Linked DNA regions of Mus musculus: regions 1 and 3 are each linked to region 2. The links are chromatin contacts, called in public promoter capture Hi-C maps. All regions are on one chromosome and are shown on one strand. Each heading gives the region's core, a stretch centred on a gene start, on an enhancer-like site or on the middle of the called end of the contact. The rest is flanking DNA. Distances are from core to core; before and after follow the strand shown. Region 1 overlaps Ccdc85c (coiled-coil domain containing 85C). Region 2 holds the start of Cyp46a1 (cytochrome P450, family 46, subfamily a, polypeptide 1). Region 3 overlaps Eml1 (echinoderm microtubule associated protein like 1).

The links. Promoter capture Hi-C pulls out the DNA fragments that hold promoters and counts their contacts.
Region 1: a promoter capture Hi-C map of neural stem cells shows a contact between it and region 2. The contact joins the enhancer-like site here to the promoter of Cyp46a1 in region 2. A contact is called at or near these places in 2 of 39 promoter capture datasets (hippocampal neurons and neural stem cells), 1 of 484 Hi-C or Micro-C datasets (uterus), 3 of 115 datasets of contacts at active chromatin or transcription factors (embryonic stem cells, microglia and pancreatic cancer cells) and 1 of 9 other capture datasets (adipose tissue).
Region 3: a contact with region 2 is called in a promoter capture Hi-C map of neural stem cells. The contact joins the enhancer-like site here to the promoter of Cyp46a1 in region 2. A contact is called at or near these places in 5 of 39 promoter capture datasets (the HPC-7 cell line, cranial neural crest, embryonic stem cells and 2 more), 1 of 15 datasets of contacts at CTCF or cohesin (the NIH/3T3 cell line), 3 of 484 Hi-C or Micro-C datasets (differentiating embryonic stem cells, nephron progenitors and rod photoreceptor), 6 of 115 datasets of contacts at active chromatin or transcription factors (the NIH/3T3 cell line, T-cell acute lymphoblastic leukemia, embryonic stem cells and 2 more) and 3 of 9 other capture datasets (adipose tissue, liver and pancreatic islet).

What each region holds. Positions count from the first base shown.
Region 1 is chr12:108,238,227-108,241,719 of GRCm38.p6, forward strand. All of the region lies in intron 1 of Ccdc85c (coiled-coil domain containing 85C), which reads right to left. Among named protein-coding and RNA genes, the nearest start is that of Ccdc85c, 35 kb to the right of the region's middle. Within about 2 kb of position 1,480, at least 80 of the 459 cell types and tissues checked have an H3K27ac peak or open chromatin away from gene starts, as enhancers often do. A contact at or near this core is called in hippocampal neurons, neural stem cells and pancreatic cancer cells, where this site is marked.
Region 2 is chr12:108,332,477-108,336,014 of GRCm38.p6, forward strand. It overlaps Cyp46a1 (cytochrome P450, family 46, subfamily a, polypeptide 1), which reads left to right and starts at 1,840. Exons shown (of 15, transcript NM_010010.2): 1 at 1,840-2,088. The coding sequence starts at 1,970.
Region 3 is chr12:108,442,166-108,445,764 of GRCm38.p6, forward strand. All of the region lies in intron 1 of Eml1 (echinoderm microtubule associated protein like 1), which reads left to right. Among named protein-coding and RNA genes, the nearest start is that of Eml1, 21 kb to the left of the region's middle. Within about 2 kb of position 1,331, at least 78 of the 459 cell types and tissues checked have an H3K27ac peak or open chromatin away from gene starts, as enhancers often do. A contact at or near this core is called in differentiating embryonic stem cells, nephron progenitors, neural stem cells and 3 more, where this site is marked.

The DNA of each region.
Region 1 (3,493 bases), core at 230-2,729, 95 kb before region 2:
AGCTCCTGTGTGACTCCCAGCAGACCCCACATCTTTGGTCCTCTTACACCTGTGGCTGAAGAGCCTCAGGAGGTGTGGATATAAAAAGACCCCAAGTTAGCTGGGCAGACCCACTCTCCAGGCCACAGGCTTTAGGGAGTCCAGCTGACACCCCACCCCTCCTTCCTGCAAAACTGGTCCTGTGTCATTAAGAGTAGGCGGCCCATGACAATTTAGTGCTGGGGCAGCAGACAGGACTTTGCCACCGCCCGACAATCTGCAGTAGCCACAGAGCACTCGGCCCACGACCCATCTGTCTTCACAGTCCGCTGGCTGGGCATCCCCTTCCTCTCCTTTGGGGATCAAGGTGTTGGGACAGTGACGCAGAACACCAGCAGCAGCTCCTCACGTGACAACTTCTGAACAGCTCCTCAGAAACACTCTCAACTTCCCAGTTTGCAGCCAAGACCCCAAGAGCCCACGGGTTCAGCTAGCCACCGTAATCAAGAGCACACGAGGGAAGCCCAACTCAGGTCCTGCCTTGTCAGCCTGCGGGTTGGAGCTCTGGGGTTCACTCACGCCCCTCCCCAAGACTAGGAAGTCTGACCCCATTATGTCTTTCTCAATCGGTCACTGTAAGACTCGGGACTATCTCACACTGCCCAGGAGCCAGCGGGCACTGTACTCGGTGGTTTGGGTCCTGGGGCTCCTCTGTTATGCTGAGCAGCACATGACTCCACAGTCAAGGAAGCTCACACAGAAGAGGCAGCTGGAGAAAGGGCACCAAAGCACACCCCACAGCCCTGTGGGCACCCCAGTCTCCCTGCTCTAGAACCCATAGGCTCCTGAGAACCCATCCTCTTCACGCCAGATGCACCCAGAGACTCCAGAGGATCGCAGTTCCATCCCAATCTGTGGCCCTCTCTCCCATCAGCCTGGGCCACCCCCACCCTACCCCACCCCACCCCCCAAAAAAAACACAAAAAGCAGCCCAGGCGAACCAGCCCCTTCTCCAGGATCCAAGGAGAGAGAAGAAGACAGATCTCACGCCTCCCTCCCAGAGCTAGGTACCCACCTGGATCTTCAGGACTATGTAGGCCAAGGCCATATTGCCACTTCCACCTCAGGCTACCCATAGGACTCCACAGGATGGGGCAGATGGAGGCTCACCTGGCTGGGTCAGCCTTGGGCCCTCCTCTCTCCTGGACCTTGAGTGTTTCTCTTCCACCCACAGGGGCAGACCTGAAGTCTAGTGCTTGGCAGACTAGGGGTGTGTATGGACTGACATGGGGGCAGTGTTCCAGACCCGTCCTGTGACCAACCCCAAGCCCTGAAGTCATTCAGGAGACAAGATTGCCCAAGGGCAACCTTCCCACGGCCATTGCTGTTGTGATGGCCAGAATTAAGTATGTCTGGATCTAAGAGCTGGAACAGTGCAAGCTTGGGCAAGTTACCCTGGCAACCAAATAACTTTGGCAGTACTCCATTTAGGCGGCTTAAAAATATGCAGACATGCAGGGCTGGCAGGGACAGCAAAGAGGGACTGCAAACCACAGAGACCAGAGACCTGCGCATGTCCTGTGGCAGGCGGGCCCAGGAGCCCACACTCCTCAGGAGCCTCTTTACTTGGCTTGATGGCCTCAGAGTCACGGACACGAGGGCAAAGAGTCTTGGTGCTCCAGCAGCCAGGAGAGGGGAGAGCCAGTCGGCATTAAAGCCCTACACCTGCTGTGCGCAAGACTGGGCAAGACACACAGCCCAGCCACTTGCTTGGCCACCCCCTCCAAGTCACAGAACGATGTGGCTTATTAAGAGATGCCTCAGGATGGGGGAGATGTTTGTCTGGTCACATGGGCATGGCTGGAGTACCCAGGCTGCAAACCTAACACTGTGACCCTCGGCTGGGGCAGGCATCGGCCACGAGGTGATGCAACGTTCCCTCAAACTGAAATACACCCCCCACCCCCACCCCCCGCCCACACCAGACCAGAATAAGAGTTTGTGTCAGGGCTGTCCCGGGGAGGAACAATATCCTAAAGATCCTAAATATCCTGGAAGTCAGCTGGGCCTCGGGGATGGAAGGAAGGTTTATGCAAAGCAAGCCCCTCTGCCTGGGAGACACGTGTCCTGGAGAATGTCCTACTGTAGGCAAGAAAACCCCTTATACACCTTACACACACATGTGCACACAAATGTACAAACTAGTACGTATGCACTAACTAGTACCCACACGTGCACAAGGCCGTGCTCCCACCAACACCCCTGTGCAAATACACACGCATCCACATGTGGACACACACACAGAGAGGAGCACATATGCATGTCCACACACGTGTGCGATGCAGATATGCATACTCACACACGTGTGTGCACACACAGGTATGTGTAACACTGCTTCGCCAGGGCCTTGACACTGAGGGAGAACAGTATCGAGCTGGGAAGCTGTCAGGGGGTTATTTATTTCAATTATTAAAACAGCAGCCACTTACTCGCGAGCCTTCTCTAATGCCACTTAATTACCTAGTACATAAAACTGCCCTTGAATCTTACCAGAGTAATAAATCAGGTCAGAACCAAGGGGTCTAGAAGAGTCCTAGGTGGGGGTTCTGGGGATGACGAGTCACCCCTCACCTCTACACTGGCCCCCCCACAAGCAACAGAGTACAGGCAAAGCCTCGACTGTGGCAGGGACAAATGGGGGGCTCTGCGCTGAGCGAGTGTCCTGGGGTACCAAGCAGCCCTCCACCCGCTCCTCTGTCCACTCCTTGGGCCTGGGCCCCTGCCCCTGCCCTGCTGAGACCCATCCTTTGTGTGGCCAACAATGGCCCCGCCAGATGGCGCGGCGTGCCGGGCAGCCCCTGCAAGCCAATCGCTCATGCTGTCGGCCCCTGCGGGGCTGTGGGCAGGAGGCCTGGGAACTGGCCCAAGCCACACGCATGCACGCACGCACACACGCACGCACACCCTACCCCTGCCTGCCCTGTGGCCTCTGACTCCCTCTGGCTCCCTCAGCTCAGGGGCACAGACAGCTTTAAGCACGGTTGGCCAAATGGAATACCAGGGGACAGGCACAGCCCCCAGGGGGAACAGGTGGAACTAAGGGGCAGCTACATCATCAGTGTGTCTGTGAGACTCCAGGAGGAGAGAGGGAGGGTGAGAGAGTGGGTAGGAAGACGCCAGGCACCGCACTTCCCACAATGCTGGCAGAAGGCTGAACTCACCAGCCGGCAGACATAAATCACCCAAGCCTGGGGGCCGCACTTATCTCTCTGTGCCAGCAACCCCAGCAGGCTCCTCCGTGGACAGGAGGGGGTGGGGGCTGTGAAGCCACACACTCCAAGCAGGTGGGCTAAGCTGATGCTGCCAAGGCCCATGCGGGGTGGACACCAGTCATCTGGTGGTGGCCTTTACATTTGCCTCCAAGCCCTGCTTCCCAGGTGCAGCCTATGTGGACAGCCATTCCAGAGGACAGATCTGTTTGTAAGATAAAGTCCCAGGCAGTGAGCTTGCTGGA
Region 2 (3,538 bases), core at 590-3,089:
TTCCTTAGTCTGTCCTGTGTGGAGCATCTCAGACTGTGCCCAGAGTCCATTGGAATCAGGCCTTGCCTCCAGGGAGTCTCTCTCTGTTCTGAGTCCTGACACAAAGTTAAGTCCACACAGCTTAGGATATCTGCTAAGCTCAGGGTGAGGGGTCATAACACCCTCCTAAAGTGACCATGCCATGCTTCTCTGCTCTGCACACCACCCTCCCAGTATTGGAAATTGAACCCAGGACCTTGTATTGTGTGTTTACAAACAAGCACCTTACCACTAAGCCAGATTGCTAACCCTTAAAAAAAAAGAAAAAAGAAAAAAAATTAGGACAGGGTCTTAAGTTGCTCAGACTAGCCTTGAACTCTGAAGGCCTAAAATATTTTATTTTTGAGACAGGGTTTCTGTATAGTCTTGGCCTGGTCTGCCTTCCCAGTGCTGAGATTCAAGGTGTGTATCACCCACCATATCCACCTAGCCTCGAACTTTTGATCCTTTCTCCTGTGAGCACCACGATGCCCCACGGTCTTTGCTGTCTACTCTCTTTAACTCGCCTAAAAGCACGCAAGAAGTCTACACCCTCCTCGCAGTCTCATGCCTTCATCTCCTCTCAATTCAGGAGCTTTCACAAATGGCTAAACTAAACTGGCTGACCTTCCTCTGCCCCCAAGCAGGGCCACGGGAGGTCCCTGTTGCGCACATGCGACTGCCGCTCGCTACCACACGGGGGCGCGGTGGCAAGCCACATCCCCCTAATGCCACTCAGAGGCCAGTCCCCGGTTGGATGCTTGGCTTCCCGTCTTGTTCAGGCTGAGGTGGCCTCTCCAGACCGAAATCAAGCACAGCTCCTAAAGCTCTCCCCGTCACCTGCAGCTCACGGATCCCTGATATGTCCCTCCCGGGGGCTGGTCCTGTATACCCGGAAATGTAGGCACACGGTCCACACTTTTTTCCTGTTTTTCTGTCTTCAGACCCCTCCAGGACCTAACCAAGGTCTCGGAGTAGTCAGAAACCGACCTTCTCTCGAGGTCTTCAGAGCCCCCACTCCCCAATCCCGAGGCTCTTTATCTAGTCAAGGAGAGCGCACATCTGGCCCTCCCATCCACTGCAGGCCTATCTGAGCGTCCCCCACGGGAACTGAAACTCGGAAGTGAGGAGCACTTTGCGCTTCCACCGGGTGAGAAGGCGGAGCACAGCCCAGCACATTCCTATGGACCATCACCCATACTCAGGATTATGGTTTTCCCGGGCCCAGGAACTCCTGCATCCTGCTAGGATCTTGTCCTCCGCCTCCGGGCGGACGCTGGCACACAGCGGGCGCAAGGCTTGCACCGACCTGCAATGAAGGCGCAGCGCGAGGACATTTGGGATTGACTAACTTTGGGGCGCTAAGGTTTCAGGGAGATGTTTGAGAACAGTCAGCGCAAGACGGGGATTGGAGGGCTGGGAAAGGGTTTTCAGAAGGTTTGCACGAGAAAGGAAGAGGCCTGGCACTGCACGCGGAGAGACAGTTGGCGAGGCCAAAGGGGCGGAGCCAGCGGACGGGATTTGCGCCGCCGCCTGGGCAGCTTGCGCCCAGGAAGCGAGGTTGCCAGGACAACGCGTTCTGGGCGGGGCGACTTCGGGGTGGAGTCTGAGCTCAAGAGAGGGTAGAAGGGGCGTGGCCTCAAAGTCTGAGCCAAAAGCCAGGTTGTGATTGGTGAATACTTATCGCTCTGGGCGGGAACGGCGTGGCGGCTGGGGCTGGGCCTCAAAGAGGGCGTGGCCGTGCGGGGGCGGGTCCTGAGAGCTAGGGCTGGAGGCGGAGACGTGGTTGGCGGGTCCGCGTGCCCGGGGCGGGGTCGAGCCAGCGGGGGCGGAGCCGAGCGGCGGGGGCGGTGCTGGTGAGCGCGGGGCCTGGGGCCGAGGCGGCGCGCAGCGCTGACAGCTAGTCGGTCGCAGCCTCCGGCCCCCTCTGCACCGGCGCCGACCACGAGCCATGAGCCCCGGGCTGCTGCTGCTCGGCAGCGCCGTCCTGCTCGCCTTCGGCCTCTGCTGCACCTTCGTGCATCGCGCTCGCAGCCGCTATGAGCACATCCCCGGGCCGCCGCGGCCCAGGTGAGCGGGGGGTGGGGGCGGGGGCCTGGCTGGGGCTCTCGATCGCGGGGTCTGGGGACCGCGTCAGAGCCAGCGCCCAGGACGGGGGTCCAGCCTCGTCTTGTACGCACGGCCAGCCCGGAGACGCAGGCCCGGAGAGGGGCGCTAACTATTCTTAGTAACAAATTACTCACAGCCGCAGCAGCTGCTGGGCGCCCACCGCGCTTGGCTGGGCCGCACAAATGTGTCGGCAGCTACAGTCCTGTCAGGTAAGCGCTGCTGTTACCCCATCGTTCAGACCTGCAGACTGAGGCGCACGCGGGGAAGTCACCTGCCAAGGTCACACAGTTGGTAAGCCTAGATTTAAACCCAGGTTAGGCTGCTTTCGAAGTGGACGCTGCTAACTTTAGGACTTGGACAGGGCCAACCTGTCCAAATACTGAACACTGTACTCCCGTCACGTTTTTCTGTTTCTGTGTTTCTGTCCTGGGACATTCCATTTGTCCTCAGTATTTCCATTCCGTTTTTGGCCACTTTACCAATGGCTCCCATCAAAAGCTTACCTTTCTTTTCCTTTTCTTTCTTATTCCTTTTCTCACCCCCCCCCCTTTTTTTTTGGAGACAAGGTTTCTCTTCAAAACCCTGGATGTTCTGGAACTCACTATAGACCAGGCTGACCTCAAAACTCACAGAGAGATCTGCCTGTCTCTGCCTCCTGAGTGCTGGGATTAAAGGCCTGTGCCACTATACCTGGCAAGAGCTTTTTGAAGCTTAGAGTAGATGTGTAATGAAAGTGTCCCAAGGGCTTCCCATCACTTCAGAGTTGAAAAATCCCGTTTCACATGAACCATACCACACAGCTAGCAAGCTACTACTAAGTTCACAGGCAACTTAGTACCTGTCCCCTCTTGCCCCCTTTGCATACTACGGTTGCCCTAAGCCTGCCTGTCCCCTACATCTCTCCATTGGCTCTCCCCATTCACCTTCTCTGGCCTGTGAGTGGTATTTTCTTGTTCTCATATCAAACAGGCTGTCCCAATCCCTCTATGTGAAGCCTGCCCAGCCCCGGTAATTTTAAGGCTACCCCTGGAGTCACCTTTTTTCCCACCTGTTGATTGCCCCATGCTAAAATGTGAGCCCAAATAGGGCAGAGATGTTGGGTTTGCTTGTGTCATACCTCCAGGGCCTGGCATGTTGCACTTAATTGCTCAATAAATAAATATCTGTTGAATGAATAAATAAATAAGCAAAGGTATTAGACACATTTCTTAAAGACCTCTGGATATGAACATTCTGGAAGGTACCATCTCCAGTACAGCAGCCTGAATTCCTGTTTGTGGACCCGAGTGACCCCTGTGGCTGGAGACATGGGGAGGCCACTCTTCTCTCCCTTGTGTCTCTGCCCTCCTTTTGACCTTGGGGGTCTCCCTTGGACACCCCCCCCCTTGCCTTGTTTAGCACTTACAACTTT
Region 3 (3,599 bases), core at 81-2,580, 110 kb after region 2:
CGTGGGGAAATGGTAAAAATGGGCAGGAGAGAAAGGTTTCTGAATGCAAAACCACCAAAAATGTCAAATTCATGATGAATCCAGGGTGTGTCTGCCAGCACTCACAGATGTGTAGCGCACAGCTCCACTGCAGCCTTGGTTAGGAGCACACACGGGCGTGTCTGCCGTGTGCATGGCCTCCCCGCCACTCAGCACCCACCAACCCCGTCTGAGACAACTCAGCGCACACCAGTCTTTCTGCTCTCACAGAACGGCACTGGTTTACTGAAAATGAAGATTCACGGTCCACACCACCACTCCTCAGCAGAAAAGTGAAAAAAATGTGCTTGCAGCTCTTTACACTGGAACATTTGATTTAAAACAAAACAGAACTTTTATGAGAGCTCTGCTGCTTGTACACTTGTGTGCCAGAAGAGGGTGTCAGATCCCATTACAGATGGTCAGGAGCCCCCATGTGGGTGCTGGGAATTGAACTCAGGACCTCTAGAAGAGCAGTCAGTGCTCTTAACTGCTGAGCCATCTCTCCAGCCCTGAGTGTTTGATTTTTAAAAGTGGTGTTTTCTGACGTGAATTCCATTACAATTTTTTTTGTTCAATGAATTTTGGCTTAAGACTAGGGCAGAATGTCAAACAGTTTCTGAAACTTCTCTACTCGTACTTCTCCTGTGTATGATATGTTTATGTGAAGTGGCTCCTTCAGCATTGGCAATGACTAAAGTCAAAATATCAGTAAACCCTGAGGAATGTTACCAAGGTGCTTTATGTCCAGGAGCATCAGACTGTCAGCTAAAAGTCAACGTCACTCTCCTCATTAGAATGCACATTTGCTCTTGTTTTAAATAAATGGTAGAATGATATGTATGCCAAAGAATTGCTTAAAAAAATTCTTCCCCAGCACTCAGGAGGCAAAGGCAGGAGGGTCTCCGTGAATTTGAGGCCAGCCCGGTCTACACCGAAAGTTTCCAGCAGAGCCAGCCATACATAGTGAGACCTATGAAAGAATAAATGTTTCTCTTTATGATTTATTGTTGGTGAATGTTGGCTTTCTTTCCTGTTTTATAACTCTGCCTACCTCTAGTCATATAAAATATCCTCAGGTGACAGTGGATCTGGACTGGGGAGAGTTTTAGAACAGCCAGGTGCCTAGAAAGCTAAGCCAGTCTGGTCCTGAGAAAGCCGGGTTGGGAAGGGTCCCACTGACTCTCACTGAGTCCGTCGCTTCTCCTCCAGTCCCCCCCTCCCTCCCTGCTTTGTTCAGCAGGAATCTGTGTGTCCTCTGTAAACAAAGCCTGCTGTGTGGCCTGAGGAGCCAGAGTGATTCTTCCCATCTGCCGGGCTTAGTGGGAGTGGCTCAGAGTCCCATCACCAAATTCCTGCAGCGGTTGTGCTCTCCACCCATGAGGAAGCCGAGGGCTTGGGTTTCCCCTGCCCACTGGCATCTCGACGCTGCTGCCTTCAAAGGCCCTGGGGCATAAACGATGAGCACTGCCACCCGTCCCTTTTTTTTTGAAAATGCAACCCTACCGGGATGGCTGTTTATCTCTTGCACACCCAGGACAGACCACTTAACTTGCTGTGCCAGAGGATGTGCCTCAGTTCCCTGTGCCATACACAGGGTTCCAATTTCCCATAAATCCTAAGGGACATATTCTGGGTGACTGTCCTGTGACCTATAAACCTCCGTCTGGTGGCCGCGACTCAGGAGGGTTAATGCACAGTTAATAGTAGCGTGTTTCAAGATGCTAACACTTTGAGTGTGTGTGGGGGTGAGTGGGTTAATTAGATTTAATACTCAGCATGGAACATGCATATTAAAGCATCGCATCTTACTCTGTATGGTACTTAAATTTTTAATTGGCAGTTATTATTTATGCACTTAAATAGACCTTGCTGCATGGCAAATTATTTTCTTGTCTGTCTGTATTTCTTTTCTTTTCTTGATAGGGTTTTCCTATGTAGCCCTGGCTGGCCTGAAACTCACTATGTAGATCAGGCTAGCCTCAAATTCACAGAGATCTGCAGGCCTCTGCCTCTCAAGTGTTGGGATTAATGACATTGTGCTACCATAGCCAGACAGTTTTCTTTCTCTGTCTCTATATTCGGATCTGTCTGTCCAAGGGCCTCTGATTTCTGCCCCTCCTCTCTCATGGAGCTATACAGACAAAGATGGCTGTCGTGTCCCTCAACAGAACAGTCTTGTGGGACCACCATCATAGGTGTACTCAGGCACAGGGGTTCTCATGGGGCGCGTACCTCCCATGACTGCTTGTTTCTGTTCTTCCGCTAGGACTGACGCCCCAGGGATATAAACTCTGTTGCATTTACTCACCTTAGAGAACTGTGTGTTGCCTCACACTGGGAGTGAGCCAGAACTGTTCATCGCCATGGATACGATGGAGGGATGCATTGCATGTCATCTTGACAGTTTAAGCCTATTGGTGCTATTAGGTGCCTGGACAGCTGGGGGCATTGTCTTGCTGTGTTAGTCACCGCCTACAGAATGTGGGTGCCTGACTGAGGACATTCGTGTGGCTGTACCTTTGTGATAGCCAAATAGATGGGTATAGGCAGAGGAAGAAGTCCAGCCAGTGAGTGCTCCTGACCTAAATCTGAGAGTACAGCTGAAGAGGTCTTCTTCTTTGAACCCTCCCCTGATGCCTTTGTGACACTGGGACTAGGGATGTTCTGGCTTACAGACCATCTGGCCTTTGGACAGGCCATACAGCTTTGAGGTGTCCCATGCTTTCTCCCCTAGCTATAAACCTCTCTGTGACCCCTCATGGCTGAATAATGCTCTTCCCAGCATGCCTTTGTCCCACTCTTCTCCCCCACACAATTGCGTCTACAGTTTGGTCCAGAGGGTCCCTCTTTGCAAAGAGATTCAACAGTGGCAAGATTTAGGGGAGGCATTTGGAGGGCAGCCCTGCAGCAGCAGCAAGGGTTAATTAAGGGAATAACATAAACATTTGAACAGAAGCTCAGAATAATTCCAGTTGGGGGTGTGTGTGTGTCAGCGTTAGTTACCCCGCCTTTGGTTATAGAAAGTCTGTGCTTTGTAAAACAAATAGTGCTTACATGGTTTTGCAGAGAAAATGTTTCCAAGTATAGAGTTTCTCTTATCTGAAGCATTGTTAATGAGGGGTGGTGGACCAAGGGTTGCAGACCCCCATACACTGCCAAGAACAAAGCAAAACAAAACAAAACTTTTCCATAGCCCTGTGAGCTCCAGCATCTTCGTCCTTGGGGGCTGGACATGTTGGGCGTTACCCTTTGAAAGGGGTATGGGGTTGGCCCAGACTCGTCTTAGCTGCCCTTCCTTGAAGATCAATCCTGTTATCTGAGCAAAGGGATTATGGGTAGAGCTGAACCAGTTTTGTGTGCTTTGCAATTACCAGCCCTGTGGATTCTGTGTTTCTCAATGAGGGCACAACAAAGGCCACCCATTCACGGGGACTTTTGGTTTATGGGACAAAAATAAAAGTGTCCCAACTTTCAAGTCGCAGTCTTCAAGGCAAAATTTCAGATGTTCTGGCCTATCCGTTTATACAGCAAGTGCATGAAAATTTTGTATGCAGAAAATGATTTTTTAAAAACCGATA